Regions from separate parts of the Mus musculus genome. Here regions 1 and 3 are each linked to region 2. The links are chromatin contacts, called in public HiChIP or PLAC-seq maps. All regions are on one chromosome and are shown on one strand. The core of a region is the stretch at or near the end of the contact, and the rest is flanking DNA. Distances in the headings are between cores, read along the strand shown.

Evidence for each region. HiChIP or PLAC-seq counts read pairs in DNA pulled down with a chosen protein or histone mark.
Region 1: an H3K27ac HiChIP or PLAC-seq map of extraembryonic endoderm stem cells shows a contact between it and region 2, with 4 times the contacts expected there. The contact joins the enhancer-like site here to the promoter of Igf2bp3 in region 2. A contact is called at or near these places in 3 of 39 promoter capture datasets (the 3T3-L1 cell line, cranial neural crest and pre-B cells) and 1 of 115 datasets of contacts at active chromatin or transcription factors (extraembryonic endoderm stem cells).
Region 3: a contact with region 2 is called in an H3K27ac HiChIP or PLAC-seq map of embryonic stem cells, with 4 times the contacts expected there. The contact joins the promoter of Osbpl3 here to the promoter of Igf2bp3 in region 2. A contact is called at or near these places in 4 of 115 datasets of contacts at active chromatin or transcription factors (astrocytes, cardiomyocytes, embryonic stem cells and 1 more).

What each region holds. Positions count from the first base shown.
Region 1 is chr6:50,376,497-50,380,389 of GRCm38.p6, forward strand. All of the region lies in intron 2 of Osbpl3 (oxysterol binding protein-like 3), which reads right to left. Among named protein-coding and RNA genes, the nearest start is that of Gm52900, 3.2 kb to the right of the region's middle. Within about 2 kb of position 1,540, at least 157 of the 459 cell types and tissues checked have an H3K27ac peak or open chromatin away from gene starts, as enhancers often do.
Region 2 is chr6:49,212,788-49,216,580 of GRCm38.p6, forward strand. Igf2bp3 (insulin-like growth factor 2 mRNA binding protein 3) reads right to left here and starts at 2,167. Exons shown (of 15, transcript NM_023670.3): 1 at 1,510-2,167; 2 at 480-540. The coding sequence starts at 1,684. It overlaps D030074P21Rik (a long non-coding RNA gene), which reads right to left and starts at 473. Exons shown (of 2, transcript XR_869057.2): 1 at 1-473.
Region 3 is chr6:50,454,353-50,458,481 of GRCm38.p6, forward strand. Osbpl3 (oxysterol binding protein-like 3) reads right to left here and starts at 2,002. Exons shown (of 24, transcript NM_001347213.1): 1 at 1,473-2,002.

The DNA.
Region 1 (3,893 bases), core at 290-2,789, 1.2 Mb after region 2:
CTTGGACAGATTAATATTTTATCCTCAGCATAGGATCCAACGTCTCTGGTATTTATTTCTTGGGAGGTTGGAGGAGACCCTCACCACCATTCCAAGGCACATTGGGGCTGGCTGTATCCATTCCTTAACCAGTGGGTGGCGAATATCAACTCCACATGTTTCTAATCCCTGTTCCTACTCTATAAATCATGAGGCAAGATTTGGTGTGCCACTCCCTAGAAAACCAAAACACAGATGAGCCAGGGTGGTTACCTCAAAACAAACAAACACAAAAAAACAAAAAAACAAAAAACCAGAAAACAAAAAACAAAAAGACAAACCACCTCAAAGGCACACTTCCTCTCCAACAAAGCCACACCTTCTAGTCCTTCTCAAATAGTGCCACTCCCTGATGACTAAGCATTCAAATATAGTAGCCTATGAGGGCCATTCTTATTCAAGCCATCACACCAATTACCTCTATGGTATTAAGAAATCTTTTCTTCCTGGTTCTGAGACAGGTCTCCTCCTCCAACCCTCAGGTTTAAGTTTGAAGAAGAATGTTGCACTGAGGTATTCTGATGATCTAGTCACATAGCCACGAAAGGACTCTAGAGTGACTGTGCACATCTTAAGCAGAACCCAAACTGTTTCCTTTCCTAAGCGTGAGCTGTTGCTCTGCTGGACGATAGTCATTCCAGCATTTCAGAGTGGGTGGACAGAACCCTGTGCAGAGTTAGGATCCACCCCTGTATGCCGGTCATTGTCTGTGGGAGCCTGAACCACATCAGCCGTAACTCCAGAATGAAGCTGAGATAGAAGTATCTTCTCGTAAATTCTGGTCTGGAGATCAAGGTGTGCAACCAGGGTTGCGTATTAGTCTAGAGCTTTTCAGATAGTCCCTTTAACAGTCTTCCCAGAGGCCATCCACTCTGGGTACCTCGTACCAATCTCAATCATTATACCCAACAGTTTCTCCACCCAACTCCCAAGAAGACTGAGGGAACACGTCTTCTGCTGTGTGCTGGGGCCAAACCACCCTGGGTCGCTTGACTCAGCGGGGCACCTGTCTCCGGCTGCCTCACCATAAGGAGTGATGTCCCCATGTTCAGCCTGTCCTGTCCAGTTAGCTCTCCTTAGAAAAAGATGGAACAACCTGATTTGCTGTTTTGTGAAGAGGAAGAAAAAAAAGAACCAAACCCAGCAGCTTTTGCTCTGGGTCTGGGGCTCCAGCCTTATAGTCTTCGGGCTTTCCAGCTTCTCTCACGAGCCCAGCTCACTGCAAACCTTAGCTCTGCAGACATGACTCTAGCATGCTTGTGCAACCACCCTGGGGCCTTCCCAGGTCATGTGCTGGAGAATGTTTTCTGCTTCCTCTTAAACCTATATCTGTAGGTACAGCATCTAATGGGTTCTGTGTGTTTACTTTTATTGTGGGCTGAGTACTTAATGTGAAGTTAGCAGACTTCGGGTGTACCGCGCAGGCTTCTTATCTACAGGCAGGAGGTTGCTCACCAGATCTCCAGAGCTTACCTTGCAGAAACACAACCCTGTAACCAGCCCAGCAACATCCTGTTCTCTCCCTCCTCCCATCGCTGCGTCTCTGCGTGTGACTATTTCAGACAGCTTACATAAGTGAGGCTGCCCAGTGTTCCTCTTTCTGCAACTGGCCAATTTCACTTAACACATGATCCATGCTTTTGTCTGCAATAGGATTGTTCTGGTTGTATGACAGGCCACATGCTGGCACTGGGTTCTTGATGCATTCACGGGTCCCCGGGCCTTAGGGTGTTTCCACGCCTTAGCTGTCCTGCGCATGCTCATGGGAAGTACAAGCGCTACCAGAGGCATCTATGAAGGTTCTGCCCTCATGTATTCTTCCTAGACGACTCCACTCTCGGCGATCTTACCTGTGCCCAGAGTTTCAGTAAGGCAGCTCACACCCAGCTCTTTCCCCTCCCCACAGCCTGCTGAGGCCCGGGACTGATCCCTCCAACATCAAAGCTCCTAGTAACTCTCTTGGCGGTCAAGCTGACACCTGGTTCTGATTTCCCAACCAACCACACAGCCCTCATCCAAACAGACTCCTCCCAGATTCCCAAATACCAAGAGTGGCTTCCTCTATGCTCATCACCTCCGACTGGCTTTATATTCTTTTATTCTCAAAACCACGGATCCTGTTTCTCTCCTTGCTTACTTCCTTACTCATCTCATAGTCCCATGACCTCGTCACGGCCCAGGCTTTCCCTCCTGCTCCTCATCCCCAAGCTGCAGAGGGTAAGTAGACATCGCAAAGCCGGCGTGTGACACTTGCCACGATACCGATACCGTTTACGGAGGTCCTTGGACTCCAGCTCTCTGCCACTTGATGCACATTACTAAATGGGTGGTTTTCTCACCTGACAACAGATGTTGATGACAGGAAATTTTGAAATGCCAATATTTTAGCTGCTACTACTCAACCTCCATCTCCAAAATATCACACTCATAAAAGCTCAGGGTACTCCACCCTCCCACAGTGGCACGCCTTTATCCTCATTCATCTGTCTTCATGGAACCCCTCCTCACCCGCTTTTTCTTCCCCATCTGCAGAAATGTCCTCCATCCTCCTCAAACCATTTTAGACAGTGCCTTCTCCATAAAGCCTTTCCTCCACCTCTCCCCATCCCCAAACAGCTTTGTTTCCCTTTTGGACTCCAGCTTTACTTTTGGACTATGAAAGTATTAGTCATGTTTCCTGTAGCTGGAGTCATTCTCTGCATCCTGACGGCTGGAGGCTGGGATGCATCCCACTTACAGGCGGCATTTTATCCGGCTCTGCACTCTGTAGAAAAGCCATGTCCAAAGATTGGTAGCAAGAGTTATTAGGAGCACATGTCTTCCCACAGGCACACGCCTCACTTCCTGTTCCATTTGGGACAGGCTCAGAAACCTTGTGGGCATGTCTTCCTTTTCATGCGTGCCATTCACAGACTTCTCTGAAATGCCTGTAGAGCCCTCAGCCATGTCTAAAGCATACTTCTTTAGTTTGTCATCTCTCCCTGCCACTTTATGTCTCTGGCCAAGGCTTCTTTATTGTGCTTGAAGGAAACACAAGGAGGCAGCCCCTGCGTTATTTTCTCAGGTTTCTAAGGACAGCAACTAAAGGGAGAAGTTAAGAGTTTATTGGGGGGTGGGGGGAGAATAAAGCCTGCAGGGGGAAATGAGCCATCAACCCTCCTTCTAGCAAGGTGCTTGGCATCTGACAAAGCTCCATCTCCATCTGCCTAGGGATGCACAGCCCTGGTCCTGCTGAGTCTCAGGACATCTGCAGCCCCCTCCTAAACTTTCTCATACTCCTGTTCTCCACTCAATCACATTTTAATGTTCTTCTATTCCTTCTTACCAATCTTCCGCTCAACTCTCTTGATCAGGTTAGCAAATCTCTCGGCAAGCATGCTGGCCCTGCAATTCTAACTGCCATAATTCAAACCATACGGACCGCACAGCCTCCAGAGCAGCTTCCATTCCACAGTCTACTCTGTCCTGATGGTAGAAACATCATTCTGTGCCTCTGGTCCATCAGATTCCAACCAGGACACAGAACTAGGCCTAGAAATGAGAGCCATGACTTCTGGTCACCATCCCAGCATAGAAGTAACTGTATCTGGACAGTTAATAAAAGAAAAACAGGGGATGGCGAGATGGCTCAGTGGTTAAGAGCGCCAACTGCTCTTCTGAAGGTTCTGAGTTCAAGTCCCAGCAACCACATGGTGGCTCACAACCATCCGTAACGAAATCTGATGCCCTCTTCTGGAGTATCTGAGGACAGCTATAGTGTACTTACATATAATAAATAAATAAATCTTTAAAAAAAAGAAAAAGAAAAACAGAATTCAAGCCTATTAATAAAGTCACTTATGTTTTGAGTCTTA
Region 2 (3,793 bases), core at 917-3,416:
CCAGGACCCCAGCATTCACTGTGTTCCAATGGCCGCTGGCTGGCCAGTGAACCAGGGCAAAAGCAACTGTGTTCCTCCTCCTGTATTAGAAGCGCCCACCACGGCGGACCAGCTTCTCCACATCTGTCCTGGACCTGTCTTCTAAATCCCGTAGGTTCCCAAAGACTATTGGCTTTTGAAACTCGGGCTGCCAGTTGAGACCTAAACCTGCTCTGCCAAGAACATGTAGCTGTGAGAGCTTCCTTGACAGGCTTTTAAAACAGCAACAATAACCCAGAAGCAGGGGCCGCAGGCAAGCCCCCATTTACGTCCCAGAATTATCAACGCGCGCGCACACACACCTGCCATAAACTTAAAGGCAAGCAGAAAAAGAGCTAGCTGAACCGTGGCCCCAGCGTGTAAGCCAAAGGGTCCGAGTTTGCATCTGTGTTCTGTGCTTCCTCCCTAAAAAGCGGCCAGAAAAGGGTAAATCCGCTCACCTCTGCCGTTTAGGGACCGAGTGCTCAACTTCCATCGGTTTCCCATGTAGTTCCATTTTACCTGTGAACACACAAGAGGCAAGACGACGGGCTAAATTCAGCAGCTTTCCCCACCTTGAAATCTACAGTCTTTAAGAGAAAACACACCCTGCTTCAGTGACCTCAGCAGGGCCCCAAGATTCCCACCCGACTCAAGGACAAGGGAGGAGCAGGGCAAGGAGAGGGTGCAGAGCTGACCCTTCGGGTGGGTGTGGCTTTTTAACTTGCAGAAAGCTGGGGAGGGAGAGCAAGAGTCAGGCTCACCACTTGGGTTGCAATTTTCGCCTCCTGACCCCCTCCAAGGGCCACCCCGCACCCCAAGGTCTGCAAGAGACACACCCCCAACAAACAGCCTGCCATGGGGGCGCGCGGCCTTCTTTCTGGTCCACATCCAGGTTGGCCTGGAGCACTGGGCGATGGGATTAAAGAGCCAGGGTGCCAGGAGGAGATTGGGCGGCCGGGGTGCTGGTCCACGCGCGCTGACCCATCAAGGCGCCGGCCTCGAGTCCAGCTGGGGACGGTGGAAACCGAAAGGCACGGACAGCTGCTCTCCCCTCGGGCATCCAGGCAGAGCGCACTCAGACACCCGGGCCGCGGCTGCGCGCACGGGCCGGGACTGCGGCGCCGCGCGTGGCAGGGCTGCCGTTCTGGCAACAGCCGGCCGCCGCCGCCCACCTGCCCCTTTCGCTCTAACGACCCCGCGAGGTGGACGCGGCGGCGTGGAGCGGGACCGCCTGGACGCGGCCTCCCCCCGGGCGTAGGCTCAGGCCACTTTCTGTTCTCTACGGCTGGGGGACAGCGACCAGACAGAGGGCCCGGCGGGCGTCCACGCTGGGCCCCAAGGCCCGCCTGGCCCGGCCTGCAGCACGCGCCGCGCCGCGCCCCGCGACTGACAGCGCGTCCCCCTCCCCACCCCCACCCGCCCCGCAAGCGGGGTCCCGGATGGCAGCTGCGGAGACGGGGAGGCCCCGACCACGCGCGCGGGCCCCACCTGAAAGCGCCTCGATGGCCTTGAGGGCCCAGCCCTCGTCCGGGCAGTCCACGAACGCGTAGCCCGTCTTCACCAGGAAGGGGCCCGCCACCGGGATCTTAGCGTCCTTGAAGACACTTTCCAGGTCCGCGGGGCCGGCGTGGTCGCTGAGGTTCCCGATGTACAATTTGTTCATTGTGAAAAGGGGTCGTTTTAAAACCCGAGGAAAATGCTAAATTAAAAAAAGCACCCACGGCGGAGGATGGAGCCGGTGGATTTTGTTCCTCTCCTCTTGGCTTTCAAACCCACACAGTGACCCAAGCACGGGAGCGGCGGGCGAAAACCAGATCCCAGGGTCCTTTTTCCTCTTCTGGGTATTAAAAAAAAGAGAGAAAGAAAAAGCCTAGCGACGAGCCCAGCGTCGAGTCTTCCTAACTCTGGGGAGGAGGCGGGATTAGCGAGAGAAAGGAGGAGGCGCGGGGGGAAACTACTTTTTGTCTCTTCCTCCCCAACCCCTTTGGCAGCGGCCAGCGGGCTGTGAAAATATCACACTACGTGGGGCAGGCGCCGCCTCCCCGTAAAAAAAAAAAACCCCGAGGGGTGACTGGCAGCGGCGAGGGGAGCGGGGCGGGGGCAGCCGCTCCGAGTGTCCGGCTTTTTGAATGAGCCACGTGTTCAAACTACAAATCAACGTCTCACGTGAGGAATCCCAGCGCCTCAATTAGAGTGGGTTTCGGAGGAAAGAGAAAAAAAAAAAAAAAAAAAAAAAGCGAGAGGGGGAGGGGAAGCGAGATTGGGCGAGGAGGGACCCCGAGCTGGAGCCGGAGCCGGAGCCGGGGAGGGGGTGGAGAGCGTCCAGCCGCTGCAGCCGGCGCCAGGCGCGATGGGCACGGCGAGTTTCCAAAGGGTCCGAGCCTCGGGAGGGTCAGACGAACGATCCTTTTTCCTTAAGATGAGGAAGCGGTTAGGGGGTCCCGCGGTTGCAGTTACCGTAGTTTGTAACCATTCGATTTTTAAAAAATGGGTCACTTAACAACGAAATCTGAATGACAATCTCGAACTCAGTCGGTGGCTCTGATGACCGGGGAAAGTAGAACCCGGGGGCAGAGCGCCGCTCCCCTCGAGGGCCCCGGGGACCGAGCAAGCGGGGCGGCCCGGGCCGGCGTGGGGGAGGGGAGCCGACGTCCTGGGCGGGTGTCTACGCGACACCTCCTCCGCCTGCGCTCCGGGTGGCTCTCCGCCTCGCCGTTCATTGGCTGCTCGGCTACGAGAAGACTCTGGATAAATGAGGCCGGGGGCGGGCTGGCCGCGTGGGGGAGGGGCGCGGGGCGGAGGCTGTGGGGCTGGGGGTGGCCGAGTGGGAAAAGTCGGTACTTAAAGGGAAACCCTCGCTTCCTGTGGTTTTTCGAAGGGGGAGGGCTGGGTGTGGGGGAGGACTGATACTTTTATTTAAATAATTTTTGTTAAAGAACTTGGGACTCTAAGGGAACCCTGTTCAGCGTCAGCCTAAGGTGGCGGCCGCGCTGGGAAACTATTCCTCGGCTCTTTCCGCCTTCCTTTGACTGTGAGAGCCATTCATAATTTTCCCTGTAGGTAACGAGCACAATGGTGGTTGGGGGGTTGGGTCTGGGCCCGGTGGAGCCTTCCTGATCCTACTAAATGTGAGCCGGAGAACAGGAATAGGGAAAAAAGGGCAGTACCCCTGTCCTTGTGAAAACCTTCAACTGTGGCTTAATGGTTGTGTGCTCTACTCAAAGGCTTCAAAGATAACTTGTGATATATTTTTAACAGGCATTTTATGGAAAAGAGAAATTGCCGGGTTTGGATGACTGAAATTAAGCTCTATATAGCCTGAAAATACAGGCAGAAATCTAATGTTTTGCTACTCTCGCAAGTTGAAAAATGTGAATAGAGAAAATATGTGCTTCATACTACAAACGCCTTCAGCAATTGATAATTTGATATGGTGTTCTCTTTCAAAAAAAAAACTTAATAATACTTTATCTCTGACAGAAAAACAAGTAGCAGCTTGTTTTTAAAACGTGAAATTATTGAAAGATCTAGAGTATTTGCATTTTGTCTTTAAAAGGAACTTACAATTCTGTGTGAAGTAACCGGAAGGTGTCAGATCACCCATTTTCAATGCAACTATTCTTTCTAACAGGTTTTTCTTTCCTGCTAAGCAAACCCAACTGTATAAATGAAAACAAACTTTAATAGTATTTTCACCTAAGTTTAATTTAGTAAAATGGTCTTTATGAAATTATGAGACAGTATTCAGAACTATTGGAAATCTGGAAAGAAC
Region 3 (4,129 bases), core at 752-3,251, 1.2 Mb after region 2:
CACAGTGGGGAGGGAGGGAACTAGGGAGAGGGAGAGGGAGAGGGAGAGGGAGAACACACCAACTCCTAAAGTCCTCTAACCACCACACACCTGTCTAAAAAAGCACGGGGTTGTAAACACACATCTAAAATAGGGGACTTAAAAAAATCTAGCTAATCAGACAACTATAATATTAGGGATCATCTATATGTATCTACACAGAGCTCCCAGCAAATACCTTGATGGTTAGTGCATGCTCATCAGCAGGAGTTACTGCCATTTATTAATTTTTCCGATAAAAAAGGAAAAAGATGAAAATCCAAACCAGCCATGAAATCAATAGTCTCAGATTATGAAGAAGTTAACATTTACTCATTCCATAAATGTGTAGTGTGAGGCTGCAGTGTGGAGAGCTGCCTTCTCCACACTGAGGATGGACCGACCGAGAAATAGGACCTGGTCTCTGCTTTCCCAGGACTTCGCATCCTAGCAGCGGAAGAAGGCTGGCAGATGGAAAAACAAGCAGATGATTCCAGACAGCTTTAGGCTCTGTGAAGAGCTGCAAACAGGGCAGTGTGGAGTTGATGGACAGAATGGACATTTAGCCTGGATGCACTGCAATCTGTCTGAAGGTTTCTGGAGGCCAAAAGGAGGTCCTCACCTTGTATGATGCTTAGAGTGTTGAGTGTGGATGACCCAAAGTCAGAGCTATGCTTACCTATCTCTGAAACCATCTTCTGCAGCTACAGTGTAAATAAAATACACTACCCAAACGATCTCATCAAGTAATCAGATTCCTAGGGCACTGCGACATCGGAGGGGACTCCAATGCCCCAGCCCCGTTCCCTGACACAAGGTGAGAGACAACTTTATGTCCCTCTCAGCTCCAACAGTCTGGGAGGCGCGCGGCTGGTTAAGAAGTGTCTGAAGGACACAAGACAATGCCACGGGAGACGCCAGAGGCACCAATCACCCGCTGAGTGCTTGAAGCCCCAAGGGAAGGGTGCTCTCGGTCCCAGTGCAGACACTGTGGAGCGGTGTGACCTGACTGGGGAGGCCGAAGAGCGAGGTGCCTGCACCGCAGGGCCCCAAGCTCGAGGGTGTAGTAAAGCCTTCCTCCTGGCAGAATTAAGCAGGTTTCCTGTGCCTCCAGCCCGTCACAGCGCCAGGCTGTGCCGGGACAGCTCCTCTACGCGGCATCCTCATGCACCCGCACGCAGGCTCCTGAGATCCGCTCCTTCTCCGGGTCCATCCCCGCCAGGCTGTAACTCGAGGGGCACAGCTCCAGGGTGAGCAGCACCAGAGTGCTTCCTCCCAGAAAACTGGCGCTTACACGACAGACGACCTCCTAGTCTCAGGGCTGCCCCGTGGACCCGGGCTTCCCGGGACCACCACAGACACAGTCTGAACCATAGAGAATGGCTGCGTCCCCGAGCCTTCTCGGGGCCTCCACCACAGCTCAACCCCAGGCGGGCGGACGCCCTGTTGCTCACCTAAGTGTTCCGCTGCTGGGGACGCTTCTCGATTCCCCAGTGCGTGCTTCAGACCGAGAAGGACGCAAACCGGGCTTCTCGGGTCCCTGCAAGTCTCAGCCGACGGCAGTTCCAGCACCAGCCGCAGGAGACTGGGGCGCCGAGCGCTGCTCGCAGACAGATGGTGGGCGAGAGCCCGCGCAGTGCACCAGCTCTCCTGGTGCCGGGGTCCCTGGTCCCCTGCTACTGGCCGGTGTGCGATCCCCGCGACCAGTTCTCAATACTTCGCCTAGAACTTTAGGGCGCGCGCTGCCGGGCAATTAGCTGAAGAGCTGGAGCGAGGGGAGGGAGCTAAGAGGAGGAGCCTGAGTTCTCCACTGGGCGGAATAACGTGAAAAGGGCGGTGGAGGGGGGGCAGCAGAGTGGCTCCCACTCCCACCAATCAGGAGTCATCGGGGGAAGGCGGTGAGGCGTTGGACTTGGAAGCTGCAGGCGGATTCCGTGACGCCAGCCAGGGTTCAGGGCGTGTGGAGCGGTGGAGAGTGATGGTAGGTGTGGCTGGGCGGGGCAGCGGCTCCCAGCATCCTTAGAGTAGTGTGTGCCCCTTAGGCTTTCAATAAATATTTAGTGAATGACTTAGGAGGAAGTTGAGGTTCGCGCGAAAGGAGCTGTTTTAAGGAGAAGATTCCAGGGGACTAAAGTAGTCCAACGGACAATAATCACTTGAACACTGAAAAGAGCTGAGAATAAATAAGGGGGAAATATGTGGTGAGCCAAGGGTTAGACACAAGATATTAGAAACTGGTTCGGACTTTGGGGACCTGGCCCCCAGAAGCAGTTGTCCAGATTGGTATAGGGTTACAGAGGAGGCAGGAAGGGAGAAAGGTGTTGTTGTTGTTGTTGTTGTTGTTGTTGTTGTTGTTACAGTTCCCGTCCATAGGTTAGGAAAGAAGATGCAGTGTAGTTTGCGATCGAAACGCAGGAGCATCTGGCTAGATGTCCAGGCCCATCCGACTTCACCGCCCACTTGCCAGAATCCTAGCTTGGATGTCAGCCACTGATAATTTGAGGTCAATTTGCAAACCGCACATGAGTCCAGCGCCGCAGGTGGCCCGGTGGGCAGGGAATGATGAATGCCAGGAACAGATGTGATCCTGCACCTGCGGTAAAGGCACACCGGGTTTCTGCCCTCTCAGAACCTACATTTTAGAGAGGACGCAGACGATAAACCAAAGAGAGTATATATATATATATATATGTGAATAATCAGGAAAACATTGGTGAACTGTTAGCACAGAGAGCGCCATGCAGAGAGCCTCCGAAGGGGTGATGGAAGAAGCTCAGGCCCCTGAAGTCCTCTGGGAGGAGGTTCTCAAATAGGCTCCCATAGCAGGAAGGACTCAGCAGCTCTCAGGCTCAGGAAACGCTTTCTGGGCACTAGGAACTGCAGATGTATTTAACCCCTTTAAGATCCATCTGGCCTGCCTCACCGAACTGGGCATGTTGGCTCCTTTGGCTCAGCTGCTGACACTCTAGATGTTCCAGAGTGCCAAGTACATGCCTCCACCAGCGGCTGACCGTTGTCAGGCTGACCCTGTATGAACGTCTCTGAGGCTCTTTCTCACATCTGTATAAACCATGTTTCATTCACTAGGTTTGGATATTCACTTTCTGGAACCTTCCACGGATACACTCTCTGGAACTGTCTTTGGCTCTGCCAGGTGGCCGGGGAAGTTTGACGAAGAAAGCAGATTTTCTTGATGCTGTGAGCCCTAGCACTCGGCAATCCCTATATAAATGATGCAGGGCTTCCTAAACTACACCAAACCGGAAGGAGCACCGAGGAGCAGGCCTGAGGCACCTTGCCCACGCCCAGCTCAGGTGCCTGAGTCACACTCACTTTTTTTCCCCTCCCTACTCCAAATCATCTTGTTGCATCCAGGCCAGCTTTTCTACCGAATACATGCCTTTTATCCCACAGAAATGTTTTTGCTACAGGCAAATCCAACCTTTGGACTTTGTAAATGGTGTTTATCGTCTCCAAAGTTCACACGCCAGATTACACAATCACATAACTATATACATACACATATTGTGCTGAGCCTAATTCATAGTTACCTGGAACACAACGAGGTGGTAGCCTGTACCAAATGGCCTAGTAGCCAAGGCTGGACAGAAAGCTATGGTTTTATTGTTTAAGCTGGCATCCTGTCCTTGGATTTTTCTTAAGTTTCTTCCAAGCTGACTGTGTGTTCCCTGTTGGTACTGAAGGCAGTTAATGAGTCAGGATGAGAGATTTGTTCATATTCAAAGTGCTTTGCCTCCAAGAAAGAGGAATCTCAGCCAGTCTTTTCAGTTTCACTTCCTCTTCTAAATAAACTTCCAGGCGCTCCACTCCTACAAATCAAGAGGGGAAAGATTAAAGTTGAAACCCACGCAGAGTTAATTATCTTGCAAAAGCTCGTTACTGTCCTAAAATTAGCTTTCCCCACAGTCCTATTTTAGCACAACGATCTGAATGTACTAGAGAAAGATCAATGGTTGCATATAGTAAGTTTCGAGAGTCTTCTTCTCTGAAGAGCTGAACAAATGCTGTTGATCTTTCTAGAGACTCCACCACCTTGTAGGGTTTTTCTACGTTGGCTTAATTTCTTTCTTTCTTTCTTTCTTTCTTTCTT